Regions from separate parts of the Mus musculus genome. Here region 1 is linked to region 2. The links are chromatin contacts, called in public promoter capture Hi-C maps. All regions are on one chromosome and are shown on one strand. The core of a region is the stretch at or near the end of the contact, and the rest is flanking DNA. Distances in the headings are between cores, read along the strand shown. Region 1 holds the start of Samd12 (sterile alpha motif domain containing 12). Region 2 holds the start of Eif3h (eukaryotic translation initiation factor 3, subunit H).

Region 1 (2,971 bases), core at 350-2,849, 2.0 Mb before region 2:
TGTAGCAGAGGATGGCCTTATCTGACATCAATGGGCGGGGAGGCCCTGGGTCCTGTGGAGACTTGGTGTTCCAGTGTATGTATGTTAGAACAGTGAGGCAGGAGTGCATGAGTGGATGGAGGAGCACCCTCATAGAGGTAAAGGGGATGGGGGAGAGGGAAGATGGGATGGGGACTTTGCAGAGGGGTAACTGGGAAGGGGGATATCATTTCAAATATAAATGAATAAAGTGATTAATAAAAAAAATACAGGATGCTCATGCTACAGTCCAAGAGACCCAAGGATGCTGGTCAGGAAAACACTTGGAAGGGGGAATGGAATGATTGTAGAAGGCAGATGGAGAAAGGGAACTGGATAGAGTGGGGATCAGGAGAGGAGTGGGAGGCAAGGGGTTGGGTGCAGGGAGGGGCAGGGGGATGGCTGGATGGCCATAAGAATGAATGGAAATCTGCAACTGATGTGGTAGGAGGTAAGGAGCATCTTCAGGAAGAGACAGAGACTTGGGACTTGGGATAGGGGAGGTGCCGAAGAATCACTGGGGTGTCCTTAGGTATGACTCAATGCATTGGGTATATGGAACCTGAAGAGGCCACCTCCTGTAGCCAGGCAGGAACTCCAGTGGTGCGACAGGGAGTTTCTGTCATACATGTGATTCTCTCTTTGTTTGTTTGTATATATGTATGTATGCACGCATGTATGTAGTATGTATTTAAAATTGTACCAGACAGCCCCACAGGAAGATCATAGGTTCAGAGGTGGAAAGCAACTAAACTGTGTATAGTGTTAAGACTCTATCACAGGCAGCCAAGGGACACCCTAGCCAGGAAAGTTGACAGCCTCTCACTTTGGAATCCAGCTATTCCATGCTCTGATGCCCTGAAAATGTAATCTTAGCAGCCTCATTAGGATATTGTCTTTGGAAGATTTTAAAGCCATCCTACCCTCGTCAGTATTTAACTCTGTAAACAACCAAGAGGTTCAGAAGTCAGCTGTTTCTCCTGGAGGGACATCTCACAACCCCAAATATTTCAGGATGAGAACAAGTTTTGACTGCACCTTGTGGAGTAAGTCTCTGGCCCAGAGGGACTGCCACAAGCATCCCCAGCGCATCTGCTCTCCTCACTGACCAAGTGCGCCCAGATTCCAGTGGCCCGCCAAGTCCACTGCCCTGCTGTCTCCCTCCCAAAGACTGCTAGGTGCCTAAAAGCTTTTAAATGACAGCTAAGGTCTCAATCAAGAGTTCTCTCAAAGCTGAAAGAAGCTAGGAGCACGGCAGTCTGGGAGATGTAGTCCTCCCAAATGTCATCATCCATCACTCTCGGGGTTCCCTTCCGAGGTCCGTAGAAGAGCAGGTAGTCAGTCCTATGTCACAGAATGTAGATATACGCTCCTACTGTGGTGGCGAAATCGAGCTGCACGGGACAAATGGGAGGCTTCGAGGGGGTTGGGAGATTGTGCAAGAACGGACTACAACTCCCATGCCGCCTCGCGCGGAGCAGGAGCTGGCTGTTCGCTTTGCGTGACCGCAGCAGGTTGGTCCTGGAGCAGATGAGCGCAGAATATTTAGGCGAAAGCAAGGGGAGGGGGGAGCGCGGGGCAGGAGGAGTACCTCGGCCAAGAAAATTATGCATGCGTTAGGCAAGCTCTGAGAGAATGGCTGTGGAAGGTAAGGGACGCTTGGGGCGTTTTAAGCTCCCTCTTAACCCGCGCACTCCAATTCACACATCCCTGATGAAGCTCGGCTCCGGTGGGGAGGAGAGAAAAGGGGGTGGCGGCAAGCGGGCCCCTTCTCCCTTGTACCACTTGGCGCTCACCTGAGCCTTGCCAGGCCAGGAGGCACCTGCTTCGTTTGCCATTGAGAGAGGTGTAGGTGAGCAGGACTTCAGGGCAGAAGGTGAAAAAAGAGCGCTCCCAGTCCTCAGCTTTGTGATGGAAATGGGTGGACAACCGGGAAGTCCAGCGCGAGGGAATAGCCCTGACTTGCCCTTTCCCTTCCCCTCCAGCCAAGGTAGGCTGGGTGGCCACATTGCTGGGGATGCACGCTCTGCCACCCACACGTGGGAAAGGACTCTAGCCAGGTGCGTCATCCAGAAGCTTGGATTGCCACTGGGTCGAGGACCCCTCGCTGTGTGTAACCAGCAGTGCCTGTAGCAGATATGCCCCTAGGATGGGGCTGCCTTTACATCTGCTTCTGTATAGTCCTGCCCAGGGGTTAGCAAAGTTCACAGAATCAGTGTAAGGCAGCCGCTTGGATTGGGAAATTCTTTCCTTTGAAGACTGCCTTCCTATTTCCTTGTATAATTTTGGACTTCGAGTTTGCCATTTTGATTGCACAGCCCTGCCTGTTTTGTACTTTCCGGTTAAGAGTTGGGTCAGGCAAATTTTGAGGGATTGGAGTTTTCCACGTCACTTTCACTTACTTTAGAGGACAGACTTTTTGTTCAGGGTAGGTCCGGGGATATGGGCGGGGGAGATGAAAGGGAGGGCATGTGTAGCAGGAGGGTTTCTGGTGTCTCATACCTCTATGATGAGATAAAGTGAAATGAGTGTAGGATTATAAAGGGAGCCTACCTTCACTTCCAGAATTATGGTTCCTGAGTGCACTTAGGGTTAGAGGGGACCTGAAGCAGGAAAAGGAAGGCGTGGTTGCCAGCGACATCAGGCTGCTTGCCAAAGGGAAATGATCCGGTTCCTTGGAGGCTACAGAGAAGAACAACCAACAGGGTTTCTTGCTTCTGCCTCACCTCTCTGCCTCAGGAGACAGCAAATGAAATAAATACCCTGGCCCTTTACTTGAAGTAGCAAGGGTCCAACTCATACACTCAACACCTGTAAACTCAGGACTGAGTCTGGGTGATCTCAGGATCAGAGCCTCTTAGCTAGATGTCTCTACTTTCAGCTTTTCCAACTGTGCCAGGAAACATGTCCACCTCCCCAACACACACCCCTCTACCCTTCTCTCAGGTAGAAA
Region 2 (3,249 bases), core at 719-3,218:
TTCATGGATAGATTATATTTTCCAGTTTAGTTTTTTTGTTTGTTTGTTTAGTTTGATTTCTGTTTTTTCTTTTTCTTTTCTTGTTTTTGTTTTTGTTTTTTGTTTTTGTTTTTCAAGACAGGGTTTCTCTGTGTCGCCTTGGCTGTCCTGGAACTCACTCTGTAGATCAGGATGGCCTCGAACTCAGAAATCCACTTGCCTCTGCCTCCCAAGTGCTGGGATTAAAGGCATGCACCACCACGCCCAGCCCAATTTCTGTTTTTTTTTTCAAGGCAGGGTTTCTCTGTGGTTCTGGCTGTCCTGGAACTTGCCCTGGATCAGGCTGAGTTTAAACTCCTAGATATTTGCCTGCCATTATCTCCCCAGTGCTGGGATTAAAGGCAAGTGCCACTACCTAACTGGCACAATTTTTAAAACAATTTACCTTTTTTTGTTTTTTGTTTTTTTGTTTTTTGAGACAGGGTTTCTCTGTGTAGCCCTGGCTGTCCTGGCACTCTGTAGACCAGGCTGGCCTCGAACTCAGAAATCCACCTGCCTCTGCCTCCCAAGTGTTGGGATTAAAGGCATGCACCACCACGCACGGCTTAAAATAATTTAAACATTTATATTTGAGTACTTTGGTGCTGAACTCTGGGTCTTTACTTCGGCTGGCTCGTCTAATACAGATCTGGTGATGGAAAGGTAGCTAGTAGGGACTTCTCTGAAGGGACTCTAGCCAGCCCAAGCACTGCAGGCATCGATCTGTTAGGCCTTGCCCTTCTCCCCCCATTCCCTCCATCAAACCAAACCAACAGATTGCATTCCTAAAGCTAGCCAACAAGGTCCATTCCCTTATTTGGCCACTTCCTCCTCCTGTGGATGACTACCAAAGTCCAGCTATCAAAGGAAGTCCAGCACTCAGCACCTCCCTTGGCTCACCTAATTAACATACCCAATTAAAATTAAGCACTTCATCCTAATATGGGTTTTCCCCTTCACCTTTACAAGCTGCCATTGTCACATTTGTGTCCCTGCTTTCCAGAGGCAGTGTCCTGTCAAACTATGTATGTTGTAGGATTAGCTAGTGGATATTTTTTCTTTATAAATACCACACAGTTTTAACTCCCACTTAATTCTTTTGAGAGTTTTATTTCTGCTTTTTAACACCCTGCTACTGCTTTCTAGTGTAACTCTTCTATGATGCACCTTTGATACTTTGTGGAGATTTTCTCTGTGAGCCAGGATGCTAATATTCCTTCTAGACTTGTAGAAGTGGACATTGAATCATTGAATCATTAGTAACATTTTAATCCTTGCTGTCAGATTGATGCATAACAAACCCCAAATAATAGCAACAACAAAAATTAAAGGTTAGCATACAATATTTTCTGCCACAGTGTGACCATTTCATTACTTTTGAATAAGGAGTAGGGAAAAAGTCACTCTAAAGCAGAGAATTATTACAATGGCTTCCTACAACAGATGTAGTGTTTTCCAGTCACGATAATATGTATTTCAGAGCTCATGTCATAGGTCAGCATTATTCGTAGAGTCTGCATTCTGAATACTTACCATGACATCAACTTCCACACTACAACACTACAGAAAAGAACTTCTGAGTATTTTACCCAGGTAAATCTTTCATTTTAGAGACTGATCAAAGTTAACCATGTTTTAGACATTTTCTGTATATTCTGAGTGGGTGTAGAATAATGGCTCTTGCTTCTAAGCTCTTTCTCTGTAGTCAGAGTGACCCTAATCAATTACTGTGGGTTGAGCAGTACGGGCCAAACTCCGCGCGTGCGCAGAGGATTCCCACAATCTCAGGGAGGGTTGGGGGAGGGAGAAACACCACCGAGGAGGCGGGGCCCTGCCCAGCCTGCTTCCAGACACCGCCCCCCCCACCCCCAAAGCCTTAACATAGCGTCACGGAGCCTCGTAGTTCCGCTTCCGGCGCCTCACGCTTCTCTTTCTTCCTGTCTGGCTGGAAACATGGCGTCGCGCAAGGAAGGCACCGGCTCTACCGCCACCTCCTCCGGTTCTGCTGGCGGCGCGGTGGGGAAGGGCAAAGGCAAAGGCGGCTCCGGAGATTCGGCCGTGAAGCAGGTGCAGATCGACGGCCTGGTGAGTGCGGGTTGCGGCCACAGGCCCACGTGTGAGGCTGATCCCTGCCGGGCGCGCTTCCTGCCGCCTTCCCCAGGCGCGGGCTGACCGCGCTCTCCCCTCGGCGCCCTTCTCCTTCATCTTCACTTTTGCTCGAAAGACACCGCAGCCTTCCCTGTTTTCCGACGAGAGACCTGAGTGCTGAGAAACGGGGCCGGAATGGGGGTATGGGACAGCTTGGCGTGGTCTGGCTTTTAGAGGCTCAGGAGAGGAGGGGTTACAACCGAATGACAGTTGTGATGGGAAGGATTTAGGGTTCTGTTTGGGGCTCTAGGGAGAGGAGTGAGGGGAAAGGAAACACCTTGGCTTCCCGGAGGGGCGTTTGCCAAGTGCATTCTCAATAGATTTACTGTGTTAGCGTGTGTTAACTTTACCTGGGCTTGCAGAACTGGGGTAAAACTCTTAGGCAGAGTTCAGCGTGAACCCAAGAAGCCATAGGACACAGCCGTAAGTTTATTTCTGCATAAGATCCATGACTTAGAGTATCTGGGGAAGCTCGGGGGAAGGTAGTGGATGGAAGAGAAAATATGCGAATCTAGAAATGAGGTGGGGTTCTAAGCTTTAGGAACCTTCCTCCTGAAGGTTGTGGTGGCACATGTCTTTACCCTGAGCACAGGTGAGGCCCAGGCAGGCAGAGCTCCACGAGTTTGAGGTCATTTGGCACCGAGATCTTGTCTCAAAAAGAAAACCACAGAGAAAAGAAAAAGGTCATCGTCGTCGTCTTCTTCTTCTCCCTTCTTTCTCCTCCTCCTTCTTTTCTTCTTTTTTCTTTTTTCCCCAAAGCACCCTTTTCTCTCAAACCAGTTTTTAGGTATTATCCATTAGGTATTTTCTAAAGACTTTTTTTTTTTTTTTTTTTTTTTTTCGAGACAGGGTTTCTCTGTGTAGCCCTGGCTGTCCTGGAACTCACTTCGTAGACCAGGCTGGCCTCGAACTCAGAAATCTGCCTGCCTCTGCCTCCCAAGTGCTAGGATTAAAGGCGTGCGCCACCATGCCCGGCTAAAGACTCTTGTAATAGGGATTTTTTAATTTATGTGAAAATTGTGATTGCAGCAGGCAGTGTTTAAGTGGAAATTATTAGTAATTTCACTTTGGACTATAGTTTAG

What was found. Promoter capture Hi-C pulls out the DNA fragments that hold promoters and counts their contacts.
Region 1: a contact with region 2 is called in a promoter capture Hi-C map of embryonic stem cells, with 2.9 times the contacts expected there. A contact is called at or near these places in 2 of 39 promoter capture datasets (embryonic stem cells and hippocampal neurons).

What each region holds. Positions count from the first base shown.
Region 1 is chr15:53,901,064-53,904,034 of GRCm38.p6, reverse strand. Samd12 (sterile alpha motif domain containing 12) reads left to right here and starts at 1,599. Exons shown (of 5, transcript NM_177225.4): 1 at 1,599-1,666. The coding sequence starts at 1,654.
Region 2 is chr15:51,864,180-51,867,428 of GRCm38.p6, reverse strand. It overlaps Eif3h (eukaryotic translation initiation factor 3, subunit H), which reads left to right and starts at 1,968. Exons shown (of 8, transcript NM_080635.1): 1 at 1,968-2,103. The coding sequence starts at 1,972.